7 separate regions of the Mus musculus genome follow, and regions 2, 3, 4, 5, 6 and 7 are each linked to region 1. Evidence: chromatin contacts called from public Hi-C and targeted proximity ligation data. All regions are on one chromosome and are shown on one strand. The core of a region is the stretch at or near the end of the contact, and the rest is flanking DNA. Distances in the headings are between cores, read along the strand shown. Region 1 holds the start of Tle4 (transducin-like enhancer of split 4). Region 2 has its middle 370 kb from the start of Gm46645. Region 3 overlaps Gm31331 (a long non-coding RNA gene). Region 4 has its middle 130 kb from the start of Gm8630. Region 5 has its middle 69 kb from the start of Gm31331. Region 6 has its middle 27 kb from the start of Gm31331. Region 7 has its middle 290 kb from the start of Gm46645.

Region 1 (2,700 bases), core at 184-2,683:
AAAAAAAAAACCCTCACGTGTTCAAAATCCTCTTTATGTGAATCCCCTTTATTCTGGATTGGCCGCATTTTAATAATTGGGTATGAGACAGAGGCAAGTCCTCCATCCTCTTATTTTGGAAATTAAATTTACAGAACGGAGGCATTGTATGAGCCTCAGTTCTGGATTTTTAGCAAGACTACTGCAGTCTTTCTTTGCCTCGGTGTCCTCAGTGGCCAGTACTAGTGAGGCCCACAGAACGCCTTGAATTGGGCATTAAGCTACCGGTTCCTCTGTCGTGGAAAGCGCTATCATTAGGAAAAACGTTTTTCCCACATTTGTTGAACCAACAGCACCGTATTAGCCTGCACTTCGAGTTAAGGTGGGACTCAGAAATGAATGTCCCAAACACAGCAGCCTTGGCTACAATCCTGCTTGACTTTTTCCGAATTCTTTTGATTGCCCAGGGGTCAGAGGTTCCTTAGCTCAGCCTTAAGGCTCCCAACACCCGCCAAGTCTCAAAACTGCCTCGGGCGGGCTGCCACTCCCGGGTTCTGACCCTCTTCCGTAGGCCATCACAAGCCCAAGGCCCGACGGTCCACACTCGGACCCTCTTTCAACCCCGGAGTAAGTTGACTGGTGCCTCTAAAGAAAGGGAATGTCAAGAGTCTGCCGGCCGGGAAGCTCTGGGACCGGCCCAGTGCACGCCTCCCGGCTGCGGCTCTAAACCGGGCCGACGGCGTCCGCGCTCACGCGGAAAATTATGCCGGCTCCAGCAGCGCGTAAAATGGATGTGAACCGCACGGAGTGGGATCAGCGCGATCCTCCCTCTCTTGTCTCAACAGGGGTTTCGGCGCGTTGCACAAGGCCGAGCTTGTCTCTTTACGGAGACATCGGGCCCTAATTAGTGCGCACCCCCGCGCGGTCGCCAGGCCTGGGCTCCGCGTCGAACGGGAGATGAGCCTCGGAGGGCGTCTTCGGACCGGCCTGCAGTCTCACCGCCATCGCCGCCGAAACCTGCTTCTAAAGATGCAGCCAGTGCAGCAGCGACAGCAGCCGCCGCGGCTCGCCACCCCACGTTACTTTGATTGACAGCTGAACAAATGTTTCCGCGGTTCGAACGCTCGCACTAGGGAACAGCGGCCAGGGCGAGGCTCCGCCCCGGGCGGGCCGCTGCGCCCCGCCTCCGCCAGCACCAATTCTTTGCAGTTATTGGTCGGAGCTCCACGCCACGCCCTGTCCCCACGTGGGCCTAGCCTGCCCGGCCCCGCCCTCCTGGCTTGCCATTTGTCAGCGGTGAAATGATGGGCAGTAACACAGAACCGCGATTAATGTTCAGCCATCTCCGATTGGTTGATGCGGCGCCCTCGCGCCGCGGGAGGGCGGGGCTCCTGGAGAGCGCCGCGGAGAGCGCGCGGGGCTAGCCGGAGACTGTAGTCAATCTGGAGGCATCCTTGGCCACAGTAGCCGCGCGAGGACTACATCTCCCGGGATGCTCCTTGGGCCCTCCGCGGATGGTCGTGAATATGTATCAGAATGTTAATGATTAGCTGCTGCTAAATTTGGTCAAAGAAGTCACCTACACAGAGCGCGTTGTTAGAGCTGTTCCGAGCGGGCGTTCGGCTGTTGGCTGCCTTCTTCCCCCTCTTACACACTCGTGTATTATTTTGAGGTGGTGTTCGCAGAGTTTGAAAGAGAATTTTAAAAAGCCGCAAGCGTTTCGCTCTTTTATTTTTATAATCCCCTTCAATTTGGGGCTAAAAAAACAGGAAGGAAGAAAAGGAAATGAAATGTGGTAAAAGAAGCTAAAAGGTGCCTTTTAAAAGATCGTTGCTGTGAAGTGAAAAAAAATCTCCAGAGAACCCCCAAGCGCCGCGAGACCTCTTCCGAACCAAAGGAGTTTGCGCTCGCTCTCAGGGAAGAAGCGACCATTCATTCCGAGGAATAGCAGCCAATTAAAAGACAAATAAAAAAAGTTTGGAGTGGGGCGCGAGCAGGCGGGCGGCGCTCGGCGGGCGCGGGGCTCGGCGGGCGCAGGACGGACGGTGCCCGCCGCCCTCAGTGACGCCCGCGGGGAATGCGGAGCCGGCCGCCCGCGCCCAGCCGCCGCGCCTGCCTGCCGCCCGCGTCACGCGAGACCCGCAGGCCCGGGACGCCGCCGCGGGGCCCTCGAAGCGGATGAGCCGCGCGCCTCTGCCTGGCGCAGCCAACTAAAGCGGCGTGGATGATTCGCGACCTGAGCAAGATGTACCCGCAGACGCGCCACCCGGTGAGTGGCGCCGCGCCCGCAGCCCTGTCCGCGGCCGGCCGCTCCGAGGGTGCGGGAGGCGACCGACTTGTAGCCATTTTCTTATTGTTGTCTCTGAAGCCCCGGGAAGCAGCGCGCCGCCGCTCTCCGCCCGCGCGGCTCTCCCGAGGGGGGCGAGCCGGGCGGCGCGAGTCTGCGGGGTGGAGGGCGCCGGCGGCCACAGGCCGGACTCGCTCTGCTAGCTGACGGCCGCTCGACGCCATGGCGCGGCTGCCTCCGACGGGCCACTTTCGATTCCGGGTAGGGAGGGATGGGAGAGCCGGGCCGGGGGCTCGGGGGTTTGGGGGGTGACGGGGGGAGGCGGAAGCCAGGCTGAGAAGCTGAGCCGAGGGAGGCCGCCCGGAGGCACCGGGACCCCAGCAGGCGAGCGAGAGGCGGGAGCGGCGCGACCAACCCCCCCACGTCTCGGACCG
Region 2 (2,700 bases), core at 96-2,595, 370 kb before region 1:
GCTTAAAATCTCCTCCATGCTGCTTCGGCATCCTCGCATGGACCCTGAAACCAGGCAAATACTCGGAAGGAAAGCCTGAGGATTTTGATTCTGCTTTGCCTTGTTTGAACCCCAAATTAATCCTGAATTTTGATTTTTGGGCTTTGAATTTGCTCTGCAGATCCTGCAACACGAGGTAATTTAAACAGATAATGATGACTTAATGAATCCGACAGTGTCTTATCTCTCCCTCTGTACTTAATCATGTCTAAACCCATTTGCAGATTTCTGGCTCATGTCACTTATTAACATATCAAATACGTATCTGGTGCCTACTCCACGTCCCATCTTTTGCTAAATTCTGGGGATACTTAATGAGCAATGTTAGCAGCATCAATGCTTCTTGGGTAAATGCTTCTGTCTTTAAGGAATCCCAAGCTATTGCTGTACATGAAGTAGGTAAGGAAGGCAACAGGCTTGCCTTTTGCAGCAATGTTGATCCTTTGATCTGGATATTTATTTGTATGCTGATCAACTGAGTTACCATGACAAAGCAAAGAAAACACCACAGAAATTTCTGGAACCACGGTAAGAACAATGTAAGGGTTGCTAATAAAATATTGTTCTCTTTGTCCCCTTCCCTGAGTCTGATCTGTCCATGAGCAGACAAGCAACATCCCTTGGCTGGTCAAAACCACAGCCAATATATATCCATTCTATCTGCATTCCATTCCATAGACAGGCCAATTGCAAGGCACATGTTAGGGAACAAAAAGTCTATTGCTCTTGTGTCAGCTATAGAGAAGTATTAGTTCATACAGAAATGTTTCCAATATAAAAAAGCTGTCAGCATAGAGGATGGGGACTCTTTGAATTTATTCACCACATTTAGATATATTATTTCTTCATAATGTTCTGCACACATTACAAAGGAGAGATGAGAGAGAGTAAGACAGGAAAATGTAGAAAAGAGAATAGAAAAAAATTTGTTTGAGATAAAGTAAGTGTGGCCATCAAATCACCCTCAGGGCTGTCCTGAAGCCTCTTTTATCTAGCCTGCATCGGTTCTCCAATGTGTGGGATGCAAGAAACTTGGAAATTAAAAAATATGTATTTACATTCTCTTTGGGAGGCATGTGGGGTTCTAATGAATGTTTGGCTGACTCCAGGAAATCTGCCTTTTTAGGTCGAATCACACCCAGCTGTTTGCATTAAAGTCTATCCAATTTGATTTTCATTTGTCAGGCTGATCCCTTTGATGTCAAAATTACTCTCTCCTTCCCATTTAGTGCTTAAGAGCTTCCAGCTGCCCTTGGCTCTGTACTTGAGTTGGGGTCTTCAGCCAGTCTTTGGTCATATTGTTCTACTTTACAGTTGTTTAAACTCTATCTAAATGATCTCATACATCTTGATGACCTAACTCAAGACACTTCTCCAAGATGTCTCTGGACCTGATTTTTTTTTTTTTTTTAAGATTCACTTGCATTCTGTTCACCAGCTGGAAAGCAGCTCTGGCTGAGTCTATTCATTCCCAGTGAACACACCATTCATACCAACATCTTCTGTTCATTTGAACAACAACAAAAAAATGTTCAATTCTCTTTGGAATCATTGATTGCCACCTGATTTACAATGCCTCTTTCTCTCCTTCAGAACAGATTACCTCTCAGGGTTGAATGAGTCACAAATTGGTTTGGGGATCCTAAGTAGACCACAGAGTGTTGAATCAACACTTTAAGAGCTCTTCAGTGTCACAGTATTCATTCCTAGTTCTTGGGATTTGTTATGAGAGACATCTATTGTTGTCTTCCTTTATACGAGAGGAAATCAGGAGGCTAGATGGAGTACCCAGAAGAATTTTCTCTTTAATAACTATCTCGGCCAAAACTTTGCTCTGCAAACTTTGGGTCACACAAAATTCTACTTGTAAGAATCTTTGTGTATTTCTCCAGTACTCTTCTACCAGCTATTCTACCAGATATCATATCATGTCATATCATATTTTCTGTCTGTCGTATCATATCTGTCTGTCTATTAATCTATCATCTATTCATCTATCTATCCTTATCAGCTTTCATCTATCAGCTCTGATTTCTATTATCTATCAGCCATTATATCTATCGCCGTCTATCTCTTTTATATATTCTTTCTATAGGTAATTCAGCTTTACCTACATTATAGTCTATGCCTAAATATCGTGTTTTTGTTATTCTACTACTAACATGAATACATCAGATTATTTGTTTTTCTTTTAGAAATCAATAATTTCACTTGTTAGTAGGAAATGATGCTTTTATTTTAGGGTTGTCCTGAGGTTTACATAAAACAATATTGAAAAACCCCACCACCTCTGTGTTGGCTAGTTTTATGACAATGTGATGCAAACTAGAGTCATCAGAGAGGACGGGAATCAATTGAGGAAATGTCTCCAAAAGATCAGGCTATAGGCAGGCCTGTAGGGCATTTTCTTAATTAGCAATCAATGTGGGAGTATACTGCCCATGCTAGTGAGGCCACCCTTGAGCTGGTTGTCCTGGGTTCTAGAAGAAAGCAGGCTGAGCAAGCCATGGGAGAGCAAGCCAGTAAACAGCATTCTGCTGTGGCCTTTGTATCAGCTCCTCCTCCATGTTCCTGCCTTGCTTGAGTTCTTGCCTTCACTGCTTTTGATGATATATGGAACTCTGAGTGGAATATACCCTTTGTTCTCCAAGTTGCTTTTGG
Region 3 (2,700 bases), core at 46-2,545, 510 kb after region 1:
TCCTTTCTTCCAGAATTTAGGTTGATAATATGTGGTGGATGTAACTTGGTAAGTAGCAGTTTTCCGTCCATTGAAACAGCTCAAGTCCCAGGGGAGCTCATTAAGATAGAAGACAAGCAACTCAAAATATCTTCAGGAAGTACCTGAAACTAACAAGATTCACTAGGCCCCTTCCCTCTCAGAGTAAGCAGGAAAGACTGCTGAGAAAGATTGTCAGACAAGACAAGTGCAAAGAAAACTCTTAAGAACAGAGCAGCAGCCTGGAAGAAGCTTAAATGAGCCAAACAACCTGAGAGAAGCAGACACCAACAAAGCTGCCTGGAATAGGGATGGATCAACTGAGCCACCTGGAAAGGCTACTCTCCATCTCTTGAGCTGCCTGTAGGCAGAGTGCTTCATGTTTCTTGCTTTTATGAACTATCGCACGTGCTGGGTTAAAACTCTGGCGATGTAGCTGTCTTTGAGTAACTTCTGCTCTTGTAAGCAACCACAGTAAAATTCATGGTTCATTAATTTGGACTTTGGTTGTATTCATCATTTTGTCTGTCATGGGTTCCTTATTTGGAGTGAGTAGACATGATTGTTTTGTCTCCTTAGGAAAAATCTTGTTATTCCATAATAATGCATACTGTATTTAGGTATGCCTTCATCTATAACACCCACTGGCGACCATTTAAAAGCCAGAATTACTATCATAACTGCTTTAAATTTCCATGTCACTTGTGATATTAAACACACTAATTAATATAACAGCACTAAAATGTTTGCCTAGATTTCCCATGGATTATCTCCTTCGATCTCATAATTATATCAGGTAATTTATTATTAGCTCATTTTACATGTAATATGCTAAGATTTTGTGAGAATGTGCATTTTTCTGACATTGGTGAATGTCAGAACAAACAATTTAAAAGCTCTAAGTTTCCCTAAACATTGAAAAATGTACAAGAGAAAGTATTGCCAGGTGTTGTAGTATGGGAATAACATTTCTGAAATTCCTAAAGTTTTAAAGGATATGCAGTAAAAAAATGTTTCTCTGTATTAAAGGTAAATATTAACTCTTAATATGAAAACTTTGCTAGAAGGAGAAACACAGTTTAGTTACTAGTCTACTAGAATAGGTAAGAGGTCACATATTCAAAAGTAGACAGTAAAAGAAATCTCCTTTGAAATTAACTGACAGTTCTTTCCCTTTTTTTCCTTCCCTTTTCTATTGGCAGGGTAGACTGTTTACTGATCTGTCATCACTCAATATCACGTTGTCTCTGTGGGGCTCTGGAGTCTTAGTGTGGACTGAAGAGTACTAAAACCTCCCACACTTCCACAGTTGCCTAGTGGAGATGATAATTTTCAGTAGAGTTTGAACTGTTTCTTATTACAGTGGGACAAAGGTCTGTCTGCCTTTTATTGGGGGAAGTTTGAAACACCTAGATTGCAAGACTTGCAGTGGATCGGGTGTGAGGCAAATAAAGACAGGTTAGAAAGTGAGAAATAGGTCCAGAGTTCTATTTCTCCAGTTTTCAATATCCAGTGTTCATGTTTTGCCATAAGGTACTGTGGAGGTGGGTGATCTTGGGTCATCCTGAAAGGTTCTCAGTTATAAAGAATATTTATTATTCCAAACACTTAGACTTTACAACTGTACCATCATTTTGGCATTTACTATGACAGACAGAAGACATTTATGATTAAAAATATAAATAACTCTAAAACAGCTATGGTCATAAGCCATGCAGGAGGTAGGAGAAGAGGAGACAGAAAGCCAATTATGATATTGAACATAATTTGTTCTGGTGGAGCATGCTGCCTTACTTTGAAGAATCCCTTTCCTTTACCAAATCTCGGCATGCAAGGAGTGGGTTTCTTTTCCACCTCTGTATTAATGCTCACAAAGCTCAGATTTGCCTTGAACACAGGGCCCAGAGAAGCTGTGATGTGAAAGTTTGAGCTGAGAGTAGATGTTTTAATGCAAAATCAAAGAAAGGCCCAAGTGTTTCCGAATCTGTTGAACTATCTGGAGATGTAATATGGAATGGAATCACCTTGAGGAAACTGCTACAAATCACTCAAAGGAGAGAGCGCTCACGCTATATCAGGCAGACTAACTGCTTGACATCTTGCAGATATTTAAAAACATTCATAGTGGAGAGGAAAAGGCTGTCATGGACTTGGATAACATGTTGTGTAAGGTTCACATCGGTGAAATTGGGTGGCTGAAGCTGGACACATACTGTAATGGGAGAACTTGGAATCGTGTTCCGAGTGTCTATAGTTAGGTCAAATGGACCTTTTACTAGAGAAATGACATGTTGAACTGCTTACAGTTACACAGTGCACACATGCGGTTTCTCCTACAAACAGCAGAAAAGGATAATTTCTTGTAGCCCCTAGGAGTAAACAAGATTTTTTTGGCCAGAGTAAAGGAAGTAAAGATAAAAAGAGGAGAAGCTTTATCTCATATTGTTACAAGTTCACTTAGTTTCAGAGAAAATGCTGCAGGCTAGAAAACAGCCTGCAGAACACAATTATTAAAGAAGGGCATCAGAGCCATACAGAGAATTAGATACCAGTGTGAAGAATGGGGATCTCCAAGGAATGGTCAGAGCAGAGATTTTGAAGGAGCCAGCTGTACTGGAAGAAAAACTCTTTTTAATTAAAGTGGGCCAACATATGGGAAATAATACCTCATGTGTAGAAAGT
Region 4 (2,700 bases), core at 33-2,532, 300 kb after region 1:
CCTGGACCAGATCTATCGATAAAAGTGTGCTCTACCCTCACTGGCCTGAGCAGCCTGAGGGTTTCTTCTGTGGCACCCATGTCTTGGAGTGGTGGAGGAGGAAGCTTGCTTCTAGTGCACATGGAACCTCCTGTTTGAACCCATGGAAGCCCCGACATTTTGGTTCTAGTTGGGCTTCATCTTGTTTTAACATCGGTTTTCATAATTTGTTGCTTTCCTTTAAAGAACCTTTAGGATATTTGTTGTGTTTTGTATCCGTGGTTTTGATAGAACTTAACAAAAGCTGGACAATATCTAAGGGAGGAAAACCATGGAGATCTTCACAGACTGGAGAAAATGAGGAGAGTCTACAGCTTACCATGTCTTACGACTGCAAATATCAGGAAATCCACCTGTATTTCCCCCTGGCCTGCACAAAACCTAGGGTTTTCAGCACACTTGAAAAAATATTTTCCCATTGACCATCTTTAGCATCAACTAATTTAGTCTCCCCCTCCCCACCCCCATCTCCCTCTTCCATTCCCTCTCTTTGTCACTAGGAGAATGTAACTAAACAGTGTAGTATTCAGTAAACACCAGAGGCAGATAGCTTACTTCTTTTTCATTCTGATGTAACCTACTAGGTGCTGAGGAGTCTGTGTGGCATCAGGAGACTTAAAGGAACATGAAGCTCCTTACTTGGTTATCACAGCCAGAGGTACAGACAGGTCGTTGTGTGAGTGGGACTTTGAACTTGGAACTTCTAAGAGAATTCTGGAGTTCCAGGGCAAAGTATCCAAACAGGAAAATAAAAAGGACAACACTCATGTAATATCCTCTGTCCTCCTTTCTCAGACTACCCTTTACAGAGAATGAAGTGGGAATAGCATGCAGAGACTCGTAATGAACCCTGAAAATGTCTGTCACCAATCAGCAAACAGCCCCCACCATGACTTGGTGCATGGATGCCCCTGTGACTAATTTGCCACATCTTTTTGTAATAACAAGGGATTTTTTAAAGGTGTTTATCCCATCCACAGCTTTTTAAAGCAGCGAGTTCATTTAAATAATTACCTAGTCATTTAGTTAATGCATTCTTTTTTAAACTTGACTAACTACAGCGTATGTGGTTTTGATGGAAAAAGAGCCCCCTTTATGTAATAGCACTGTTTTTTCCCCCACAAAATAAATGCAACACAATTATTTTACTGCAGAGAAATTAGCTCATTTGCAAATGCCACCTCAGAACACAAGAAGAATGGCATTTATTGAAGCACTAATAACGGCACCATGTTAGAATAATTTTATGCTGACGGGTCCACAATCACTCAACATTTTAAGAGCTGTCATCACACCAGCATGAGCTGCATGCAAAAGTACAAATTTATGCTGTGACATCATGGCACTGAGTGTAATTGGAATAAAATCACCGGCTTCTCTTTGGCATTTGCTTGTATTTCTGAGGCCTTCCTTGCCCACCCAGAGTGGATTCTTGGTACTGAACCAGCAGTCACATATTCTTTGAATGTAGCATGGACCAGGCTCATGCAGGTGGGCCCTTCACATACTTCTGAAGGACACTTTCCAGTGGGTGTTCAATGACCTGTGCTGTGACTGAACAGAGAACTACAGAGCTGGAAGAATCACAAATCAGCCAAAGACACTCTTTAGATCTGGATAATTAAACAACAGTCACTATACAATGGCTGAAGACCTCATATCAATTTTAGCAAGTTAATAAATTCCAGTCATGGCCTATAGTTAAGTACTGTGCTTGAGAGAATCAGACTTCCACATTGATCCTCTGGACTTTCTATAACATTTTACTCTTATTTTTGTAGTATGGGAATGGTGCTTTCTGAGAACAATGTCACCTGACAAGAGATGACAATGATCATGGAGAAAGGGCACAAATGCCCCTGTCATATTTAGACATGGTACAGTGCTTAAAATTTCACATTTCTTGCCACTGAGGATAATCAGATGTGCTCTGCCCTGAGAAAGGAGGTGTTGATGTACATCTTTTCAAATCTGGGCTGAACTCTGTAATTGGGAACCGTGTTTGGGCACACAGGTGTGGCTGTCTGTCAAAAAATTGAGGGGAGGTGCGTGGGCACATTTCTGCAAAACACATCTCAGTGTTCCCCTCCAGAATGTTGAAAATGTGGAATGTGGGAGACTGTCTGCAACCCCCATGACTTGTGAGTGGCTGTCTTACTAAGCTTAAGGAGATGGTTAACTTAGATATAGGGAGGAAATATAATTAGGGGCCAGATAACTGGTAAACATAACACATTTGTGTTAAGGGATGACAGAGTAGAAGGGTGTTTCCTTTGGAGGATACAGTTCCCAAGGATGTGCTCTCAATGATGTCCAAACCCTAATGATCAGCTCTTGTGAATATGTTACCTTATATGGCAAGTGGGACCTTGCAAATGTAATTAGGAGTTCTGAAATGGGCAGATTATCTGAGTTATTCATATGGTTCTAATGTAGTATAAGGGTTCTTAGAACAAAAGAGGAGAGATGAAGACTCAGTCAGAAGCAGAGGACAGAAACAGAGCATAAGGGGATGTGGCAGCTGCCTTTGGAGATGGAAGGGATCATGAATCAAAGAATGGAGTCAGTGTACAGGATCTTGATAAGCCAAGAAACAGACACCTCCCGAGCTTTCAAAGGAAGGAATCTGTGCTCACATCCTGATCTGAGCTCCAAGAGATA
Region 5 (2,700 bases), core at 124-2,623, 430 kb after region 1:
CTGCTAAACTTATTGACTAAAACCTGATGCCCTGGGACAGTGATGGTATGTTCAGTAGGACACAGTGAGACACTGAGCTCTGTCCTGAGCTCCATCTACATGGCACGCTTCACTTTATTTAGTGCTGTTATTGTATAGAGGGCTTTGACTATCAAAGGGACCTGGATTTTATTCTTGGGTTTATCACTATCATTGTTAATTTGGATAAGGCTTCTTGCTCTGTTTTAGGTTTTTTGTTTTGTTTTGTTTTGTTTTTCATCATCTCTGGTAAATGAAACTAAAACCACAATCTGAATTAAATCTATCCTACAATTCAAAGGAGCGTGAGCCTGAGTTTTAAATGCTGAGTGTTGCTTTGATCATGGACTGATTTTTCTTTCCTGTTCTCACTTTCCTTCTATGCCTTAGCATTTGGGATGTGTGTTCCTGCACATTTGCTGAGCCTCCTCACTGTTTAATAAGAAAGGTTTAACAATCTGTGCTGTTCATTTCGGTATCAGATTTGATTCTATTTGCTTGTGTGTTTCAACAGGGTGGAGATGCATACAAGAACAAAGGAGGAAAAGACTGAAATTAGAATCAAAGGCCTGGCGTGGTAGAAGGTGTGGGAAGTCCATTTAACTTGACTTTTAACTACTCACATCAGCAAAGAAAAAAATTCCTTTAACTTGCTTAATCACATAATGAGTTCAAAACTGAGGTTTGCCAGCCAGTGAGATGGCTCAGTGTACAAGCCTCATGGGCTTGTTTAATTTCTGGAACCCAGATAAAGGTGGAAGGAGTGAAATGACTACACAAAGTTGTCCTTTGATCCCCACACAAATTCTCACACATGCACATCATATATATATATACATACAATAATGATGGGAAATACATTTTTAAAAGTTTAAGAACTGAGGTTTGAATAAAATTCTACCAGCTATTTTGGTCATTGTTTACAGGTTTAATGTGTGTACGTATGAATGTACCATACACTTGAGTGTGCATATATGTATAATACACATTTGAGTGAAGCGAAGGTTAAGAATGATTTCAAAGCCATGCTGATTAAAATTTATCTTTATTTCACTTCACCCAAGTCTACTAACTCGTACTGCCAAATAGTCCCTGCATCTGTGTTGCATGCCTCTTGCTTGTTTATGTGTGAACACAGACAGGGGTGCTCTCAGAGGTAACTGCAAGCTTGTTCCTACTGCACAGTCCTGAAATCTTCCTATGCTTTTTTTTTTCTCTTCATAAACAATACAAAGAAGTTGACAGGTCTGAAAGGGGCTTATGTGAAAAGATAATTAAGAGCTTTAGAGAGTGTCAAGAGTCAATAGCTCAGCACTGTCAGCACTCTGGAGTGTCTCAGGCTATAATTAGATGGCATGGAGGTGTAAGGCATGCTTGGCAGTTGATTCCTGCATGATCTCCAAGGGAAGAAACAAAGAGCGGCCTCCATGAGATGTCAGGCAAAAGGGGGGAACAGATGGACAGGACTCAATCATCCTAAGGGTTTGCTCTGTTTTCCCAGATGGCATTGTTTTGGTGAGAAGTTTCTTCGCCTTTTGACTAGTATTCACATGGGCCATTTTGCCTGTGCTCATAATTTACATAGTCCTCCAGAATTTGGACAGAGACATCTTTCCACTCTATGAGTGAGTGAGATCATTCCTAATTGGCCTCAAAGCCTTGTCTGTATTATCGAGTAAAATTACAACCTTTTTTTGTGTTTGTTTTTGTTTTTGTTTTGTTTTGAGATTATAATATAATTACAATATTTACACCTTTCCTTTTCTCTACCCAAATCCTCCCATATACCCCTCCTTGTTCTCTTTCTAATTCATGGTCTTGTTTTTGTTTGCTTGTTTGTGTTTTTTGTTTTTTTATTGTGTTGTTGTACAGTAATACTACTGATCAAAATTTGACCATAAAAGTTTCTTATTATATGGAACCTTAAATTGAATAAAAATGCATAATTTCAAAATGTTGTACATTAAGTAAATATGCCAATACTTTACTAAAATATGCCTATATAATGCCACAAATCAAAGAAACACAAATTTAGAGAATATGTGACAGCAAGTTGGCTTGAAATAAACTGGTGTGTTCTCGAAATGTAACTACTTCAAAAATTTATTCCTTGCCTGCAAGAAATCTGAGATAAACCTATGCAGATCTAACAATTTTGACATTTTATTCAAATTATTTTAAAATAAGAAAAAACAAAATACTACAGATAAAACTGAATCCATCCTCAGTCTCATTGCCTTTATTCATTCCAGGGACAATTACTTCAGTTAGTTTTCAATAATCTGTATATAGAAACCTGGGCAGTAACCTCACTCACTAAGATGAGTTCTTTCAGGCCAAGATATTTCAACACTTTAGATTATAAGGTTTAGAAGAATCCTCTTGAAGCTTTCATTCTCTCTAACTCTGAACAGCAAGCTAACTCTGATCTTCATTCTACCTTAAAATGTTTTATCTCAATCAGAGCTGTAGTCTTGACTTGTCCTGTAAAGCAGTCCTTCCTTAGCCAATTTTCTGTATTGTCCCCACACTCACTCCTCTTATCAGATGCCATCATGGCATCCGATGCTTTCTAATGCTCTGCAAAGCTCCAAATTTTTTACATCAGAGATCACTGACAAAACCTAGTCTTTAATGTAGAAGCTGGCGCCCCACACTCTAGTCCAAAATAACTGTTCATTA
Region 6 (2,763 bases), core at 231-2,730, 470 kb after region 1:
ACAGCTGCCAGACGGAAACAGGTCAAGATGTGTCAGTGAACCTGATCATTATGAACTTGGGGAAAGCTAAACTGTCTTTTCAGATCTGGGTTTTGATTGATGAGTCATGTTGAAACCCATAGCCATGCAAACCCACAGTTCCATCACACTGTTCTTATACTTAGGTCACCATATGCTTGTTTCATCTTCAGTGTTTCACTCTAGTTCTGTTTATGCCGTTCATTAGCGTGGGGAGGAAGCATACGAGGAATAGAAAGAAAACAAAGCCTCAAAGAGTTGTATCCAGGACGAAAGCCAGCATGAACTGCTCTTTTCTTTTACCTTTTCATCTTTCTTTAAAGCAAAGAAAAACAAAACAAAACAAAATAAAAACCAAACAAACAAAAAATCAACTGTGATTCCTTTTTGCTGATGAAATTTCCCACCTGGTCGGACTTGTGACACGAAGAGCTATCTTGGGTTGTGCGGAGTGATTCAAATTCTTGTTCCTGAGGCACAACACCATTGCTCAGACCAGTAAGAAAGATCTTTGACTTTAAACTCTACAAAGGTTCAAACCAACGCTACTTGGCCTGCTTTGCTGTAGTTTGGGTCTCTTACCATTGCCGGGCTGGCTGCATGGTTCTGAGGCTTTCTCCCCCTAGTCACTCCTAAGTGAGTCAAAGTGAGTGAAATTTTGGCACATCCAAGTCCCTCTAATTACATCAATGGCAGTTTAGTGAGGAGCTGTTCCAGAAGGTGATAGCTTTATCCAGTGTCCTGCTGCAAAGGATTCATTTCCCCGTTTGCCCTCTGCTTCTCCTCTCCACTCAGGTTTCATATTCACTCCCGTGTCTTGGGAGTTGCGCTTTGTACTGGCAGTTATTATCATGTTCATTTTTTTTTCTAACTGACCTTAATTTTTCCCCTTTTCCCTGTCACACTAACACCTGAGGCACACAGAAATAAAATCCCTCCCAACACACCCAACAGCTTGCTGTGCCTTCTGTTTGCATGTTTGACTGCTTGGAAATTAATTAAGAGATGTTGATTTCAAAGTGCCTTTTTTTCTAAGTTTCTCAAATATTTAAACAAATTTTATACACTTTTTTCCCCACTTCCCCTTTCTCTCTGTTTGTAATAAGATTAATTATGTGAGGTGCACCGCTGCTTATCCCCATGAAGGAAAATCTAAAACGAGGGATTTCAGCCTCAAGAAGGCTATTTTGTCCTGTTTCCGATGTTCTAAAGGGATTAATTTACCATATCGTATAGCCCTGGAAGACTGTGATAATTGAAAACATCCATATTCATTGCATGTTCAAAGGGATCTGTCTGACTTTGTAATGTAAAAAGTGCATTTTTAACCTGAACGGGGACCTGCATCTGCTATTGCTTAATCCTATTAGTCGGACATTTCCAAAGCTTTAGTGTATAATCATTAGCTCGTGTTAATCCTGAGACATGCCTCCAGCCTCTGCCTGTCAGGAGGAATCCCTGCAGGGAAATGTGGAGGTGCTGATAGCACACCACCAGCTAATCTTATCTTAAATGCTAGCAGAATCCTCTATCTGTGAGAGCCAGGGAATTAAAAACAAATTTTTATGGGTATTGGATAGCAGGGTTCTCTCTCTCTCTCTTTCTCTCTCCCGGCTCTCTCTCTCTCTCTCTCTCTCTCTCTCTCTCTCTCTCTCTCTCCTCTCTTTTCCACTTCTTTCCTTTTTGTGCTCTCTTTCCCTCCATTCTTCCTTATGTGATGCTGTGAGTACTGTCAAGACAGGAAGAGTGGAAAGGGGGTTAAATCATTCAGTATACTTGTCAAGTCTTCTATCATTTTAATTCCTTGACGTCAGAAAGTGAAACCAATCCTGTGCTTTGTGCTTCTGTGGGTTGTAAAGATGACATGACGCATCCCAAGTTTATTGTCCCTTCCATTAATGGCCCCTGGAGACTCTAAACTCTGGGTCCTAGGCATGAATGGAAGCATGTCTGAGTAAAGAGGAAAATTGCCACTGTCTGCTAGCATGGGAGCCTTTTAAAGATACAGTTGAACTTGGTCATGGAGAATTGAGTGTAAGAGAATATGTGGGTCTGGGTATTGTGTAAGAGGTCTGTACAAAAGTGACAGAGTTTATAGCTGTGTATGCTAGATCACAGAAGACCATGTGTAAGGAGGTGCCTCCATTTCATATGGAGATTTTTTTTTTCTGCAAAGGATGTCAGAATATTTCTTCATTGATAATACATTTCAATATGGCAACCACAATGTGCTAGTTGCTGGGATTGCAATAGCAAATATATTCCCTGCCCTCATAGAAGTCTAGAGTAGCTATCCTGATGCTGTTGGGAACCAGAGAACAAAGAAGAAACAGTAATAAAAATTATTACACAAGGTGGTAACTGCTAAGATGCTGTTTTCATATTTTATTGTTTCAGTCTCTTGATAAATTCAGCCTGGTCGTTGGTGAGATGCCTCGAAGAGGCTTCTTCAGAGCTTCCTTGTCCCCTCTTTCTTATAGCACAGAGATTGTGACTATATGGTAAACACTTGACTATGTTAGTTAGATGAGTTTGTGTAGTTTACTCTGAAAATACTCTTAGTGGCTGGTCCACAACTGTGATGGAAACAACTGCTGTGCCGCTTCACGATTAAGCAGATACATGTACTGTTCATTTGATCACAGTTTCCAATGTAATGGTTTGAATATATATATATATATATATATATATATATATATATATATATATATATATATATATATTCTAACTTCTAGTCTGATGGTG
Region 7 (2,853 bases), core at 50-2,549, 460 kb before region 1:
AGTGCAAATAATGCAAGCTCTGCTTCCCATGCAAGTCTTTCTTATAATCTCATTAAAACATTTTAAAGCAACAGATGCAATTAATTTTATAAACTTATCTTATTTACCCGAGTTACCTGAAATATTAAGAAGTCAACTTGTAATTGACCTAAACTTCTTGTTATCTGTCTCTCTTCCAAATTAAGCCTTTGGAATCTGGTGTATATCTTCCACTGACAGTCACATGTGACTAACGGGGCTTCTAATTTGCCAGAGAAGATTCAGAAAAATCTGAATTTTAAAATGCAGGCTAGCAAACTTGTCTGCCAAGAGGTCAAACCCCCTTTAGGCTGTGTTGGTGAATCACCTGCTCTGGTGAGTCCTTGCCTTCCTGATGTCTGCCTGCACACAGACACACTCCCTGCTGCAGTGAGGGACAGTTCCTGGCAAACATGTTTTCTCCTTTTAGGGTGGGGGAAGGGGTATTTCCTGAATAGGAGCTGGGGGTTATGGGAAAACAGGGGAGAAGAACAGGGATTAGTGGATGCTTTGCATTCACATCAATATTTGTTCTTGTTCTTATCAAGCAGAAAAAGCAGAAAGTCTCCCTTGCACTTCCCAGTTTTGTGATGCCCGTAAGGCAGAGAGGGAAGGATAGGAGAGACACAAGGGCCTGGAAAATCTTCAGCCCCCATGCCCTCATACCCACCTCATGCCTGGTCTTGGGAGAAACAGAAAGCCCTGACTCAGTGGTATCTGAACCCTTTGGCCTTTATATACGTAAAAAAGAATTCATGTTTCAAAAAAAGAAATGGATTTCTTCGGGTAAGCACACTAGAAATGAAAATGATTAAAAGCAAGTGCCTGAGAACCACCCAAATATTATGATCTCTTAAAATTAGTATGTATCAATTTTGCCTGAAAATACCTGTTCTCTGCCCTAGACCCTTAGAAATACATTATTTTTGTGAATAGATTATTCTTGGGGGCAGGTATTTTATCTGCTTGGGTAAACTTACTACATCACCACTTCACCCACCCCCACCCCCAATGCTCTTCATCCCAAGCCTGGGTCCAGTGAACTCCTAAAACCCCCCTGGCCTTCAGTTCCATCTGGTCCTCAGCCCTCTCTTGTCTTCATATGCATATGCAGCTCCTCTCAACAGGGCAGGGCTAACTTAGCCTAGCTGATTTGATGTAACTGGATAAAATTATTGTGCGCTGTGATTGTAAATACTCCTTCTCTCATTCCTAGCCTGGAAAGGCTGGAGAGCCATTACATCGTAATTGGGTAATTTCTTTTTTAGCTATCCAGAGGCATCAAAGGCTGTGTGGTGCAGGATGTCTGGTGCCAGCTGGTGTTAAAATGTTGTCAATTCTGAGAGAACCCAGGACCTAATTCATGGACGGAATCTTTTAGGATTTAAAGCACTTTTACTTAACTTGTTTTGAAACTGGAGATCTGAATCCACTATTCCAATCTATTTGAAGAAGAAAATATTTGGTCTGCAAGGTCTCTTTTGTTTCCATTTTCTTTCTTTCTTTTTTTTTCTCCTTTTCTTTTCCTCCCCCTGCTTTATGCACACTGCACTTTTGGAAATTTCAGCAAATTGCAAAGCCATGTGTTTATGTAGCAAATGGCTTTGTTCTAGTTCATTTGCAGCTTACAAAAATGTGTTTAGATGGAGATGTGCATAAAGACACACACACACACACACACATCAACACACACCTTATAGCTCAAAGAAAAGAGGTCAGTTCCTGGAGTTCATAAATTCTACCAATTAATTGGGCAGTGTGCGGCAGCTGTCATTGTACAGAAGACCAATAAAAGAAAATGAAGCCCGGAGATTCATTTCAGAATAAAAGTAGGGATGTAAAAATGTAAGGGAGGCAATCTTTTGCCCCAAGCATTATGTGCCAATCCAAAACAGAAGGAAAGGAATGAAAGCACTGTTGCAGGGAGGAGAGGGAGGTAGACAGAGGTAGGAAATAGCAGTGGGTGCTATTCTCGCCACTACAGAATCTGCGCAGCAAATTGCTGTGCTTTAAGAAGAAGTAGCAATCAGCACCGATTGAAATATCCCTGAATGCAGCTATAATGATGTTCCTCTTCTCCCTCTTGTGTCTGGCACGATAAGCCATCATCAGAAATGTGCACCATCATGCAGGGTACATTTTCTAAAGACAAGAACACCCCTGCATGTGATTCCGAGCCTGAGAGCAATCCGTGTGCCTGAGGTGCAGACACGGGGCCAGCTTCACCAGCATGTAACCTGTCCAATCACACGGAGGCCTCCTAGCACAAAGACCGCATGCTTCATTAAATGCCACAGTGTTGTCAACTTGAAATTAAAACTCCTCATAATTGTGAACAAGGAGCTATGGGTTTCATCTTGTTGTAGACCTTGTTAATATCAGAGGCATAAAATGCAGCTATTTAAAATGTCTGCACCTGAAAGATTCACGCACAGCTTCCCTGACCAGGTAATCAGGAACACAGAGAATAAAACAGCAAGTAGAGCGTTCTCACATATCATGAGGGGAAGTCACCTCTTGTCACTCGCTGGTTCCTGAATTACAGCAATTGCCAAAAAAAGCCACCTGCTGCCCTGAACCCCAGCTCTGCATCCACAGTCTACCAAGGCAGCTCTGGGTGTTCCTTAACTGGCTTGAGTTACAGAGCACCAAAGTCAAGTCGCATCAGAAGTTATTTGTTGTGAGAAGACATAACACAATCTGGTAGAAAGCAGAATCATACAAAAGGATCTCATGTGTATACTATTGTGAGCTTGTTAGGTGGAGGAAAAACAGGATAAAGGGGACACCGTAACAAACTAGTGCATCAAATCACACGTGATTGTGTTTCTCTGG

The links. A called contact is a pair of places that touch in the nucleus more often than the background predicts.
Region 2: a contact with region 1 is called in a targeted proximity ligation map of craniofacial prominence, with 4 times the contacts expected there. A contact is called at or near these places in 2 of 484 Hi-C or Micro-C datasets (cranial neural crest and nephron progenitors) and 6 of 130 datasets of targeted methods (craniofacial prominence, embryonic hindbrain, embryonic midbrain and 1 more).
Region 3: a targeted proximity ligation map of kidney shows a contact between it and region 1, with 4 times the contacts expected there. A contact is called at or near these places in 2 of 484 Hi-C or Micro-C datasets (embryonic fibroblasts and olfactory sensory neurons) and 12 of 130 datasets of targeted methods (the 230-238 cell line, craniofacial prominence, embryonic basal ganglia and 8 more).
Region 4: a contact with region 1 is called in a targeted proximity ligation map of embryonic basal ganglia, with 2.3 times the contacts expected there. A contact is called at or near these places in 1 of 39 promoter capture datasets (hippocampal neurons), 3 of 484 Hi-C or Micro-C datasets (cerebellum, cerebral cortex and cortical neurons) and 6 of 130 datasets of targeted methods (the 230-238 cell line, embryonic basal ganglia, embryonic forebrain and 3 more).
Region 5: a targeted proximity ligation map of embryonic basal ganglia shows a contact between it and region 1, with 3 times the contacts expected there. A contact is called at or near these places in 1 of 39 promoter capture datasets (hippocampal neurons), 2 of 484 Hi-C or Micro-C datasets (3T3-L1-derived adipocytes and cardiomyocytes) and 3 of 130 datasets of targeted methods (embryonic basal ganglia, embryonic forebrain and large pre-B cells).
Region 6: a contact with region 1 is called in a Hi-C map of the N1E-115 cell line, with 5 times the contacts expected there. A contact is called at or near these places in 2 of 484 Hi-C or Micro-C datasets (the N1E-115 cell line and myocytes), 4 of 130 datasets of targeted methods (craniofacial prominence, embryonic hindbrain, embryonic midbrain and 1 more) and 2 of 9 other capture datasets (embryonic tail and embryonic trunk).
Region 7: a contact with region 1 is called in a targeted proximity ligation map of forebrain, with 8 times the contacts expected there. A contact is called at or near these places in 3 of 39 promoter capture datasets (the SN4741 cell line, embryonic stem cells and neural stem cells), 4 of 484 Hi-C or Micro-C datasets (cerebellar granule neurons, forebrain, ganglionic eminence and 1 more), 12 of 130 datasets of targeted methods (SST interneurons, acute myeloid leukemia, craniofacial prominence and 9 more) and 1 of 9 other capture datasets (embryonic stem cells).

The regions. Positions count from the first base shown.
Region 1 is chr19:14,596,916-14,599,615 of GRCm38.p6, reverse strand. Tle4 (transducin-like enhancer of split 4) reads left to right here and starts at 1,433. Exons shown (of 20, transcript NM_011600.3): 1 at 1,433-2,248. The coding sequence starts at 2,204.
Region 2 is chr19:14,968,911-14,971,610 of GRCm38.p6, reverse strand. No RefSeq gene overlaps it. Among named protein-coding and RNA genes, the nearest start is that of Gm46645, 370 kb to the left of the region's middle.
Region 3 is chr19:14,088,051-14,090,750 of GRCm38.p6, reverse strand. It overlaps Gm31331 (a long non-coding RNA gene), which reads left to right. Exons shown (of 3, transcript XR_386562.3): 3 at 14-510. Among named protein-coding and RNA genes, the nearest start is that of Gm31331, 7.3 kb to the left of the region's middle.
Region 4 is chr19:14,299,968-14,302,667 of GRCm38.p6, reverse strand. No RefSeq gene overlaps it. Among named protein-coding and RNA genes, the nearest start is that of Gm8630, 130 kb to the left of the region's middle.
Region 5 is chr19:14,164,629-14,167,328 of GRCm38.p6, reverse strand. No RefSeq gene overlaps it. Among named protein-coding and RNA genes, the nearest start is that of Gm31331, 69 kb to the right of the region's middle.
Region 6 is chr19:14,122,553-14,125,315 of GRCm38.p6, reverse strand. No RefSeq gene overlaps it. Among named protein-coding and RNA genes, the nearest start is that of Gm31331, 27 kb to the right of the region's middle.
Region 7 is chr19:15,052,202-15,055,054 of GRCm38.p6, reverse strand. No RefSeq gene overlaps it. Among named protein-coding and RNA genes, the nearest start is that of Gm46645, 290 kb to the left of the region's middle.